3 separate regions of the Mus musculus genome follow, and all the other regions are linked to region 1. The links are chromatin contacts, called in public Hi-C maps. All regions are on one chromosome and are shown on one strand. The core of a region is the stretch at or near the end of the contact, and the rest is flanking DNA. Distances in the headings are between cores, read along the strand shown. Region 1 has its middle 52 kb from the start of Cacna1d. Region 2 overlaps Cacna1d (calcium channel, voltage-dependent, L type, alpha 1D subunit). Region 3 overlaps Cacna1d (calcium channel, voltage-dependent, L type, alpha 1D subunit).

Region 1 (4,132 bases), core at 831-3,330:
TACACCATAGTCATAGCCCCTGGTCTATAGCTGTATCACCTCTGATCCATCCAACAGTCACTGAGGTCATTGTTAAATACTGCAGGAATGATGGTGAGGAGCCTCCAGCCTTCCAGATGAACCACTTCATCTGGGCTCATCCTTAATGTAGAGTCAGATGGGTTGGTGGGCACACTGTGCAGCAAGAAGCACCTCCTGAGCTGCACATGATCTCTGTTGGAGCAGGCTTGGCTACTCTGCTCAGGGCTCGCTGAGGACTCAGCTAGGAAGGACAGAGGAGCTCTCCCACTGACCCGCCGTCAAGACTCCAGTGCACGTGGCCACATTGTTCTCTCCTGCCTGCTGGAGGTCACCAGACACAGAGCTTCCTTTTGTAATTATTGTTTTATGACGTTATTAGGCTGGAAACCAACATCGGTTCCTTCTTTCGTGGGAAGCTACCCGGCCAGTTTTCTGAAATACTATTCCCATTGTAACTTAATGATGTTTCTCACAGTTCTCCACTGGATGCTCTCAGAAGGTTTAAGTCTGTCATGGTGGGGAAGGTGGAGTAGAACATCTTGGCCCATAGCAATGGGATCACGTGGTATAGAACATTCACATTCCAGCAGGCCAGAAAGCGGTGTCAAGTTCCACATATCTTTAATCCAGAAGAGTTTGTGTTGTTCTTGGATTGCTACTTTAAAACTTTATATAATTACTACTGAAAGAGTAAAATATCTTTTATTATTTCTTTGAGATCCTTTAAGACAGACAATTTATTATTATTTTTGTTTTGTTTTTTTGAGACAGGTTTCTCTGTGTAGCCCTGGCTATCCTGGAACTCACTCTGTAGACCAGGCTGGCCTCGAACTCAGAAATCTGCCTGCCTCTGCCTCCCAAGTGCTGGGTTTAAAGGTGTGCACCACCACTGCCTGTTAAGACTATTTTTTGGTATGCATACCAAATAATGAGTCTCCCTATGACGTGTTCATCCACCGACATGTGCCTGCCTCCACTGTACTTTGCTTAGTCACCTTCATGACCTTCCTTTGCCCTCTCCCTGCTCTCACTGGTCCCCCAAATACTTGCCTTTCTACTTTTATGTCACATATGGTTTTATACATACATGTATATGTGAACACTTTCTGGCATCTCCTCCCCTACTTTCTGGCTTTACTTTCTCCCTAAACTATATAATTTATTGTTTGTTGTATTTATTGTTTGTTTTCTTTCACTAGGATGGAAGCTCTGTGAAGAGAGAGATTTCTGTTTTGGTTGTTTTTCAGTCCCATGTACCCAGAACAGCATCCTTCCAAAAGTATGAATTGAATGAATTAGCACGCACGTACGTGTGTGTGTGTGTGTGTGTGTGTGTGTGTGTGTGTGTGCATGTGTGTATGTTTGCAAGACTTGTTTGCTGTCAGCAATCCCCGTGTGTTGGCATCTGTGGGTATTGCTCATCTACCATTCACCGTCTTCAGGAAGGACTTATCTAGTCTCTGCCCAATGTTTCAGGAGCCTGGCTCCCATCACACTGTGGTGGAAGGGGCTAAGGTTATTTTAGTCAATGTGCAGATTTTCATTTATCTCCGCTTAGCTCTGCTTTTTACACTATTCTCTATGCCTTAAGCCACTCTCATCTAGATTCGAACAATTCTGGTTCTGTTTCAGCAGAAATGGTCCATCTGTTCTGCTGGGAAGGGGAACCAGTTTGATCTGGCAAGCATCTCGGGGTTCAGCTGCTGTCGCTGGTCTATTCCTCTCTTCTCTCTCATACTTACATTTCCTGATTCTTCTGGCGTTCTTGGGGACAGTTTCGCTTTCATTCCACAGGCGTCTTCCCTTGTGTGTCTTAGGTTTGACCTTTCACTCTTCTGATAAGTCATTTATCTTTTCTCCGTCTACTTACTGACTTTATGTGAAGTTTCTGTTTCTTCTCTTCCTTGTTTTGGAGGAACTTTTGAGAGGGAAAGAACCATCTGGATATTGAAAATTTCCCTCAAAAGCCATTTTCACCCAGATGTTTCACATCTCCCTTAGCAGCTGATCTAAAACCATTGGTGACCAAATGGAAAACCTTATCAGAGGAAGTGGGCCTTAGGAAAAGGATCCCAGAGCACTGAGTGTTAACAGAACCAGAGGAGGAGCTGAGAAGGGCCCCCTGAGGCCAATGCTTCACTGCACTCAGACCTTTTTTGGCTCTGTAGTTGCCATTTATGACTTTGTCTTTAAAGGCTAACCAAAAACTTGGCAAAAATAAAGATGCAATCATTGTTAAAATGAGAGAAACCAGGAGTGGAGAGGTAGATGGCTTAGTGATTAGCACGCTTGCTGGTCTTTCAGAGTGTGTGAATTCGATTCCCAGCTCCCATCTTGGGAGGGTCACAACCAGTTCCAGAGGATTTGATGAACCCTTTTGGCTTTCTCTGGCACTGTTACATGCATATATATTTGTGCTCATGCACAGACTTGTACAAATAAAAGTAAAAGTTAAAAATTTAAAATAACATAAAGAAATCTTATCAAAAGAAAATCTGCATCTATTAGAATATCATGCAGATATTAAAATCTATTTTGGAGATACTTTTGAAAAGTGAAAGACAAGACAGTGCTTTTCCCAAATAATAAATTTAATTTTAATAAAAAATATCAATATGAACATATACTTTATTGTCCAAAATGAAAACAAACTTAGATAACAACAAAATATTATTATTAAATATAGGACTTATGTGAAAGACAAAACTTTAGCCACTATAGCTTTGCTATGGAGATAAGCCCACCTACAAAATTACCTCTGAGAAATGTAATGATAACCTCACTCTGCGTATGGACAGTTGAAGTTTCTAAACCAGTTTTAGACTAGCAAATCCAAGCTTTAAGCCAGAGTATGGACTCTTGTTCCCATCAACTGTATCCATTTAGTGAGGTAAAGTATATCTGACTAAAAAATTATTCATGAGAAAGGTCTTTTTCTTCACAAGCAGTATTTAAATAGTTTTTAAAAAAAATATTCGTTTGATATCATGTACTTATTTGGAGAAATACAAGAGAATGAAGTGTGTGAAACAAGTTTCAATGGTTGGAAACATTTCAACAGATTGTGTGACCATGATCTAGGAGTGTTTAACGACAATAAAATGTTTACAATGCATTGATAAAAAAAAAACATGAACACGTGGTTTTATCATAAGGAAGCCTTCTAAAAGCTCAGCTATGTTAGGGATTAACTTAAGCCATTTGAAACAATTCTTAAAGTCCACTTCAAGTGAAGTGCTATATCTATCAGAAAGTACTGTTTTGTGGTTTATAAATGATCTGTCTCTCCCCTAGGTACCTACTTCTATGGGTAGAACTTGAGCAGTCACTGCTTTTCAGAGAAACCAATTACCCTTCCTGACTGTCTGGTAAAGCTGCAAGCCTTCTTTTTTTTCCAAGCTTTCCAAAATAATCTTTGTATGTCCTTCTAAAAAAGACAACCTTTTCTGGTACTTTGCCAAACTCTTTTATTTTTATTTTATTTTATTTTTTTTAAAAGAACTATTCTTGACCAAATTTGGGAAAGCGTATGGTGCTCACTCCACATAAAACCAGTGTGTGTATCTCATAGGAGAGTGCTCAGGATGTGGGGCGCTTCCAGAACACAGGGGTGGCTTGAGCTCAGTGCTGGATGCTAATGTAAAGCCAGGTTCAGGGAAAATTACCTGCTTGGTGAAGGTTCAGGGCTTCGTACTTCCCTCCTTAAAGTGGGTGTTGGGAAGTCATCTCAGGCTGCTTGCTTAGCTTGTAGTCATTCACATACAGGTGCTTTGTAAGTACTAGACCCTTGGGCAAAGCAAAGGTGGAATGGCAGCAGAAGTTAAAGTGGGCACTCTCCCTTTCTCCTAACTTTTTTCTATTCTATCACAGCAAACTCCATTGGAGATGGGGAGGTTGCGTATTTGCTGTTCTAACTCCAGAGGCTGCTCAGACAGTCATGCACAAACAGCTTACGCATGTCTGTGCTTCATTTGTCCGATACGTTTCTGTTTCATTCTGGGGACTGAACTCTGGGGACTTGTAGGTGTTAAGACTTGCTCTACTCCTAAGATGTAATCCTAGCCCTCTCATACATATTTTCTGAGCACCTGATTATGTAATGAGCAGCTTT
Region 2 (4,132 bases), core at 1,071-3,570, 300 kb after region 1:
GTTATGGAGGGTTTGTGAGTCCTTGTATGGGTGCTGGGAACTGAGCTCAGGTCCTCTTAAAGAGCAGCCAGTGTTCTTAGCCATTGAGCCATCTCTCCATCCCCACTTCTGGCTCCCATCTTTTGGAGGGATAGTAACCCCATGTGCAAAGACTAGATGCAGTGCCCTCTGTAGCTCTCCCAGCACAAAACTTCTCACACCAAAGTCTGCCTGTAGGCTCCGTGGGACAAATTGTGGGCCATATTGTTCACCATGGGTGGAAAACAAGAGCAACATAGACGCCGGCCAGCCTCCTCCTGTTCTCTCCTGAAAAAGCCTCACACCTTGGAGGACCCCAGCAGGCTCCGGCCCTTGTCTGCTCCTTGGTCCATGCGGTGCTTTTCTCCACAGGATACGTGTGGGTTGCCACAAGCTCATTAACCACCACATCTTCACCAACCTTATCCTGGTCTTCATCATGCTGAGCAGCGCTGCCCTGGCTGCAGAGGACCCCATCCGTAGCCACTCATTCCGCAACACGGTAAGCCTCTGAGAGAGGAGATGAGGGTGGGACCACCCTGGGGGTCAGCCCCAGCCTGCCTGTGTCAGGCACCATCCAGACAGCAGGCCCAAGTGTGGGAGGCTTGGACTAGAGCTTCCTGTGCTCGCTGTGTGTGGTGCCAGGGGTTGCTTTCTCTGGACGAAGTGAGTGGAGATGCTCGATTACAAAGAAGCCTCTATAATATTGCTCGTGTCTTCAGGGACTTCTTCATTCCTTTCTTCTTACTATGGGGTTTCCCGTTCCTTACTAGAGGCACACTGATAGCTCATTAGAGTCCTAAGGGGAGGAGATAAACTTGAAACCACCCTGAGTAGGTTCAGGAACTCTGACCTTGGCTAGTGAAAGCCCTCTCTTATGTGAATTTACCTAAAGCTGCGCAGCTACCCCACTGGTGAGAGACACAGATCAGGGAGAAGACGTGAGACCAAGTTGAAAGGGGCAACAGGCGGTAGTTACATCTTTGATTATTCACCCAGCGTCATAGCTTAAGGATACACTTCTCATTCAATTTTCCCTATCAGGCTGCCCAGAGCCTTTAAAAACCAATTCCCCTTCTCCCCCAAAAATGTAAAATTCAAAGGAAGCTAATGCTGGAGAAGTCAGTGTATTTGTTGCTATTGTTGGATTTGATTTTGTCTCCCAATGGAGCTATTTTGAGTATGAATATGTTGCAAAAGATCACCAATATCTGAGACTATTAATGATACTATGTTATACTTGCAGATAGGAACACGTTGTCCCCTGAAAGTCTCCACCCAGCAGCTGACTCAGATACAGACATCCACAGCAAAACAGGGATAGGGCTTGGCACTGATGTATCTGTGTTAGAAGATACTTGTTTCTACATTAGTCTTTGCTTCAGGATCTCTTCCCTAGCAGTTCATCTAACTCAGCACTGAGCAAAGGCCAAAGACTCGTTCAGACAGCCATGGGCCCGTTGGCCATCGCATCTGGATCTTGAAAGGCAGTGTCTGATGCTGCCGAGGTACTGCCCGGGAGAGGCAGCATAAGCACAGCCTACCTCTTATGCCAGCAGCTCAGTGCCAGGCTTTGTCTCAGTAACCACGCCTTCACGTTATAGCTCCCCATTCCAGTTCCTGGCAAACCTATTGGTGATGAAAGGATGCTCTCAGGAGAATACGGAAGGGACATTTCCCAGTGGCTCAGGGAGCATCCCTATAAAGATGAAGGCAGTGAGCCTGCCTCAGGCCATCCTCACAGACTCAGCTTTGATTTGAGATCCCCCAAGCCATCTTCATTTAGCATTTAAACGGAGTGGACACACACCCCTCTGTCCTTGAGCTCCATCATAAAAATGGAGCACAGGGCAGGAGGGTGTTTAGAGACTAATCATGATGTCACAGGGCAGGGGCTAGTGCAGGTTAAGTGTGTCATCGTCTCTTTCCCAGTATTCAGTTCCTTGGTTTTCCTTGTCTTTCGGGTGTGTGCTGCTGTTATAACACTACAGAGTTTCATTTTAGCAATAGCTGAGTTTCTAGTGACAAGGGGAGTAGAGGCCACATGAAGAAAGTACTTAAGTCTAAGAACTGGGATTGGCCCCTGGGTACCACATTAGTGTGGCTGCCAGGTACTTTCAGTGTGGGAAGAGAGGATGAGGGAAAGGTGGGGGCAGGGGGCTGATAGTTGACTAGAAAATACACAGTTAGGCAAAGCTGCTCTAGCATTGCCTAGTAGTGCAGAAATGGGAAGTTTGGGACAGGGTTACCTCTGAGGAGAGCTCCCCTACTTCCATGGAAGAGACGCACAGCTCCCCCTTCTGTGGAGGAGAGGTATTGCATGCTCCAGCGGTGACTCCTATAAAGGAGATAACAAAGCCCTCAGACTCTGGACTACACCCACCAACCTCTTTGCCTGTGACTGGCTTTGTGGCCTGAGCAGATGTCCCTGCCCTAGGCCAAATGGTCTCTACAGTCCTTCCAACACCAATATCTTCAGTTCTTTCAAAACCATAGATGGGCTGCTAAGACAGGTCAGTAGCAAAGGGCACTTGTCACCATGCCTGGCCACCTGAGATCACTTCCCGGGACTCAGATGGTAGAAGAAAAGAACTGATAGCTAAAAGTTGTCCTCTGACCTTTATACATATACTGTGGCATATGCATGTGTCACAGACAATAGGTAGATAGATAGACAGACAGATGCAATAAAGCCACAGCACACATATCCATGAGATCAGCACCCAGGACAAGCTTGTGTACTGGCAGTTTTGCCTGATATCTTTCCAGTTGAGAGTCATGGGGTCCTCAGCACACTATGAGTAAGCTTGTTGCGGTGGTTGGACTTCTTGTTCCTGGCCCACTTGCCCTGATTCTGAGTCTTAGTGGCTCTAAAAAAAATCAAGAACCTTGCGTCAGGAGCTCAGAAGATTTTATAGATAATAGGTGACATTTTCAGGAATGCCAATAGAGCAGCCTATACTAAAAATTGGAATGCTACGTCAGTATAGTCTTTGCATGGACCCAGAAAGGCCAGAGTCAGCCTTGAAAGAAAGCAGAGTTTACAGAGCGTGGCAGGAGGAAGACACTAAGTACAAATCATGGTCACAGACTGAGCCATCCCAGCATATGTGGGTGGGTTCAGGACATTACTTGATGATTACATTGTCCGGGGTGGACAGGAACACGTGAAATTTTCTGACTTCATTTGATGCAATTAGCATTTTTACTTATGCTTTTTATAATTAAAAACAGTAGCCATATGGTGCTGGGAATAGATCCCCGGGGCCTTGTGCTTGGTTGGCACCCTTGACTCCTTCACTGACATTGTATTTCTTCACCAATATGAGGCACAGCTAGATAGCAGAGCATTTCATTCAAGTTCAAAACTGCCAAAGGTGTGTGAGTCTCATTTATCAGGTGCTACAACCCACTGGGAGCCCATGCAGAGGGAAGTTTATTAACACAAGACTTTCAGAAACAAGTCCCTTTGGGTCACAATAGGAGCCTGGGAAGCCAGTCAGCCGAAGTGGGTAAAGGAAGCCAGGCTCCCCAACATTCCTTGGTGGTTGCAAAGACGAGCTATGGGTGGGCGAGAGGGGTCCTTCTGAGTGTCTCAGCCTTCCCATGGGAGCAGCAGGTTGTCCTGCCTGGAGAAGGGCCTCTGGACAGAAGCTGGCGGTTCTGCTCTTGGGCATGAATCTGGCATCCTTGGGCTGACTGCTGTGTGTTGTGCCTTGCAGATACTGGGCTACTTTGACTATGCCTTCACAGCCATCTTTACGGTTGAAATCCTGTTAAAGGTAATACATTTCTCCTTGACCCTCCTCTATGCAGCCACAGCAGTAATGGTTGCGTTCTTTGCCTCCCTTCCAGATACTAGGTTATGCGGACTACGTCTTCACGGGTACTTTTGCTTTTGAGATCATTTTAAAGGTAACAGGCCGGCCAGCTCCTCTGACCTCGGCCCCTCCTGTGCTTCAAGCACAGGAGAGATGCGTGAAGTGCTTTGAGCTTTTTTTTTTTCTTCTGTGATCAAGCTGAACTTTTTTAAACTATAGGATTTTTTTTTCACCTGTGGCCATTCCAACGTGTTTTTGCAGTTTTTCTTTAACTTTGAGTGCATGTAGAAGCT
Region 3 (4,132 bases), core at 789-3,288, 270 kb after region 1:
TCCTTATAAACTGGACATGGTATGCCATAATCTCAGCACTGGAGAAGAAGAGACAGTGTGATACAAAGTTCAAGGTTACCCTTGGAGACCAGGCTCCAGGATGTGTAAAATTCTATCTCAAATAAAACAAACAAAAAAAAAAAAAAAAGAAAAGAAAAGAAAAAGAAAATCACATTTCTTTTTTTTCTTTTAATTTATAAGACAGCTTTTTAATCACAAAGTATCCCAAAGAAGTTTAGAAATGAAAATATTCTACCAAAAACCATAGAAGAAACAGCAGCAGTAGGTAGGTGGCTCACGATAAATATGAGTCCAGGTCACCTACCCTCTCTGGAGGAGCAGCTGGCAGTGCTATGACTGGGGAGACTGATGGGAGGGCCAGCCCTGGGGTCAGAGGTTGGATGCAGTGCCCACTGTCATCTGCCCTGGCCTGCTCTCCCCTGGGACGATTAAATCAGCACATGCCGTGTGGCTTTCATCACAAGCTTAAGCAGTCTGGTATTTATTTACTCAAAGGTCATGGGGCGGCAATTAGCATTTATCTGGCATTTCGTGTGTATCAGATGCTGTTCCTGGGGCTATGGGCACATGAGTTCTTATTCTTCACACTGCTCTATGAGACAGGAACTTGATGGATGAGGAAATCAGAGTGTGCCAGCCTTACATAGCCTCCCGAGGCTGCGCAGTCGTGAAGCGCTGCACTGGAGTTGGAACCCACCACTGTTGGCGCTCAGGGTAGCAGCGTGAACCTGGGAGAGTGGGGCCTAAAAAAACAAGGTGGAGTAAAGTCCCATGCAATAGCCAGCTTTATTCAGAGCATCAGACAGTTTATACTCTGGGGGTTAACAAGAGTCACCTGAGAAAAGTGTACAGTCAGGAGGACAAGACACACATGGCAAAACCATGCTTTTCCTTGGAGGAGTAAACAAGTAACAATAGCCAGTTGTAATGAATAGTCTGAAGTGAGCTCACTCCTATTCACTACTACACCCAGGAAGGGGACATAAGCGCATTCCAAAAACAACCCACATCCTGTTGCACCGAGGTTATAAGACCTCTTGTCTTAGTTACTTAGAGTTTTCTCACAAGGTCTCAGAGATCTCACACAGCTTTGTTCATGGGCTATGTTCCAACTCATGGGTATTGGAACATTTGTGCCATGTTCTTCAGGGTTAGGTTGGGGAGGGGGAACTTGCAGTGTGGAGAGAGCATGCCCTTTGTAGAAATGCAGTAGTCCCACTAAGGTGTAGGCCCGTGTTCCTATGCTTTTGCAGGCCCCAATATGGCCCCCTATACTGCCTGTGCACTCCCATTTCTGAGCATGCACATGTAGACTCTACTTTAGAGGTTAGCTGGATGGCTTGGCACGAGTTCAGAAATGCAGCACTGCTAGATGTCAGAGAGTCTGTGACTGTCTCCCTTGTGACCCGATGACCATTAGGGGCTTTAGTAACAAGGATGCTAACAGTTATGGGTGGTCATGTGTCGCTGGAGTGAAGCACATCGCTTCTCTTACCTTGGTTCTCATTTACTTCTTCTCCAGCAACTCATTAGCAATGGCCCAGTCCTTGCTAATATCTCACGAGTAAGCAACACTAGGTAACCAATCCATGTTCATACAGCAGTGGGAGGTACAGTTGTCAGAGTCCAGAGCCCACCTTCTTCACTGCCACCTGCCCTGCCCCAGAGACCAGTCCTGATTGGCATCACACTCCCAATTCATACCCAGAGCCTCTGACTCCCTGAAGGGCACTTTCCTTAAGCACTTTCTTAGATGCAAGGACAAACATAGGAGACCTGTGTCACAAACTAGATAGTAGATTGCGCATTCAGAATAGGTTCTCTGGGACAGGTTGACAAATGCCCTCAACCCTTCAGATCCTGAGCTATAGATTCCTAGCTAGGAGGAGTGGGTGGCAAAAGTGGATTGGAGACATGCCGACATGCCTCAGGCCTCCGCTGTTCCACACTGGACCAGCTGTTGCTGCCCTTTCTGCCCGCCTGCTTGCCTGCCTGCCTGCCTGCTAGGCTGCCCTGTTTGTATTGCTCTTGCTGCCCTCTACTGTCTGGTAATGGAATTGCCTGTGTTCAACCTGAAGGGGTCACGGTGGCTGATCTGCTAAGAGAGGATAAGAAGAAAAGGAAGTTTTGCTGCTTTCGACAACGCAGGGCTAAAGATCACGGTAACTTGCTGAGGTGTTCTTGCTCTGTGGAGGCTCCTTGCCTGACGTTTCTGGTTTCCTCTCCCTGTGCATAGGCATTGCGTGAGCTGCATGCGCTGTGTGGAAAGTGCCTATGTTTTAATCGCTTGGTTTCTCTGATGCTTGGTCATGCTTGGTCTTTTGGCCTTTTCCCTCAAACGTGTGGCATCACTGAGATGGCACCTTTCCGTTTGCACTGTGCCTATGAAGAAGCCTCTGAGCCAACTGAGGGAGCTCGTTTGATTCAGTGTGAATATTCTTAGCCTGGAAGACACGCTTGGAAATGCTTTTCCTTGAATGATGCTTTTAAGTTTAAACTGTTTAGAAATTCCAATAATGTTATTTGGCTGATTTTTTTTTCCAGGCTACATGTTTCAAATTGCTTCTTGGGCGTCGCTGGCTCATTTACCCAAGGCCATGCTAAAGCTAGTAATCTCAGCTTCAAGAGTAAGGGAGGTAGCCCCCCCCCAAAAAAAAAAACCAACCAAAAACAGAACAAAAGCCATCTGGGGGCACTCAGTTCTCTTCAATGAGAATAGCCTTATTTGGGAAGTATAAAGTTAAATATAAAGTTTTGTCCTAAATACTGTTGACCGCACCCTTACCCCGTCCCCAACCACTTGACAAAGCATCCAGGATCATTAACATAGAGATGTGTATACCAAGAACAGCTTGCCCAGCTGTCTGTGGGTCACTGCTGTAGCTGGGAGGCAGTGCACGCTTTGCTTGGATACCTTGGCATGGACAGCTTAGTGCTGACACCAAGATGGACCCCAGTCAGAAAGAGGAAAAAATCTTTGAGAAGACATGGACTGCAGAGGCAGATAGCCAGCTGCGCGCCAGCCGCTCACCCAGAAGAGAGATACACGGCATGGTTTTGTTGCAGTGTGAGAATGCTGAGCTCAGAGGTTAAGTGGGGTTGTCTGTGTTAGAATCCTAGCCTCCTCAGAAGGCCTGAAGAGGAAAGGCATCAGGGGATAGTCAGATGGAAAGCATTTGGCTCACAGGGCCCTAAAAGCTCGAGAAGGAAGAACTCTGTAAAGCTTGCACACCAATATAGGCCAAGGATGAAGCCGACCTGCTTGGGTTTAGTATTTACAACATGCTGATGAGTGCCTTGGGGCCTCTGTCAAGAGAGGTAACCCCTCCTGGGGGCCACTCACCTCAGTAGCAGCGTGGCCTCTGGGGTGGTTTGACGATGTGAGAGAGAGGAAGCCATCTTATCTCTTTGAGGAAGCTGGCTTCCTGGAGTGAGGAATGGCCGTTCTATTGCTGGGAACACAGACCGACTCTGCTGGCGATGGTGGGGCAGGAACCTCGGTTGCTGTGCCACCTTTCCCACAGTACCACCTTTCTCTTTCTCTAACAAAGAGAGTAGTTTTTCTGGGCACAACTCCAGGTCTTGATTCAGACCTGGAGGCCTCAGTCTGACCTTGACCCACATTTCCCAAGGTGAATGTGGCTGCGTCATAGAAATCCCTCGCTCTGTGTGAGCAACACGCATTAGCACAAGCATGTAGCGGTGCCTTCAGGGGCCACCTGGGACTTTGGGGTTTAGCCGTGTTGTCACAGCACGACGCTGCTCATGCTTGCCATGAAAATGATGCAAGGACAGAAGAGCTTGGGGTCAGACCCCTGTTCCTGGGGAAGGAGCACAGTCCTGCCACTGATGCGTTATCCAGCCTTACCTCTTGCCCCCATCCCTTGGGAAGCTTAGCAGCATCAGGAAGTACTAAAAGAAATCCCCAAGTGTGGGCGAGAGCTTGTGCTGAGAAGGGGAGATATAAGGCTCTGTGATAAGCTGAGTGCACACACTGCTCTTACAGGGGTGGGAAGTTTAGTGTGGGGCACCAGCACTGTATAGGTCACAGGCACCTGTAACTCCGGCTCCAGGGCATCTAATGCCCTCTTCTGGCCACCTGCATGCGTGT

What was found. A called contact is a pair of places that touch in the nucleus more often than the background predicts.
Region 2: a Hi-C map of bone marrow-derived macrophages shows a contact between it and region 1, with 19 read pairs. The contact joins two enhancer-like sites. A contact is called at or near these places in 1 of 484 Hi-C or Micro-C datasets (bone marrow-derived macrophages), 2 of 115 datasets of contacts at active chromatin or transcription factors (bone marrow-derived macrophages and large pre-B cells) and 1 of 9 other capture datasets (embryonic stem cells).
Region 3: a Hi-C map of bone marrow-derived macrophages shows a contact between it and region 1, with 19 read pairs. The contact joins two enhancer-like sites. A contact is called at or near these places in 1 of 15 datasets of contacts at CTCF or cohesin (pro-B cells), 3 of 484 Hi-C or Micro-C datasets (bone marrow-derived macrophages and embryonic fibroblasts), 3 of 115 datasets of contacts at active chromatin or transcription factors (bone marrow-derived macrophages, double positive thymocytes and large pre-B cells) and 1 of 9 other capture datasets (embryonic stem cells).

The regions. Positions count from the first base shown.
Region 1 is chr14:30,403,624-30,407,755 of GRCm38.p6, reverse strand. It overlaps a transcript of Cacna1d not described here. Among named protein-coding and RNA genes, the nearest start is that of Cacna1d, 52 kb to the right of the region's middle. Within about 2 kb of position 2,080, at least 70 of the 459 cell types and tissues checked have an H3K27ac peak or open chromatin away from gene starts, as enhancers often do. A contact at or near this core is called in bone marrow-derived macrophages, where this site is marked.
Region 2 is chr14:30,107,454-30,111,585 of GRCm38.p6, reverse strand. It overlaps Cacna1d (calcium channel, voltage-dependent, L type, alpha 1D subunit), which reads left to right. Exons shown (of 47, transcript NM_001083616.2): 20 at 391-520; 21 at 3,741-3,800. Among named protein-coding and RNA genes, the nearest start is that of Gm52106, 37 kb to the right of the region's middle. Within about 2 kb of position 2,320, at least 6 of the 459 cell types and tissues checked have an H3K27ac peak or open chromatin away from gene starts, as enhancers often do. A contact at or near this core is called in bone marrow-derived macrophages, where this site is marked.
Region 3 is chr14:30,135,092-30,139,223 of GRCm38.p6, reverse strand. All of the region lies in intron 9 of Cacna1d (calcium channel, voltage-dependent, L type, alpha 1D subunit), which reads left to right. Among named protein-coding and RNA genes, the nearest start is that of Gm52106, 64 kb to the right of the region's middle. Within about 2 kb of position 2,038, at least 44 of the 459 cell types and tissues checked have an H3K27ac peak or open chromatin away from gene starts, as enhancers often do. A contact at or near this core is called in bone marrow-derived macrophages, where this site is marked.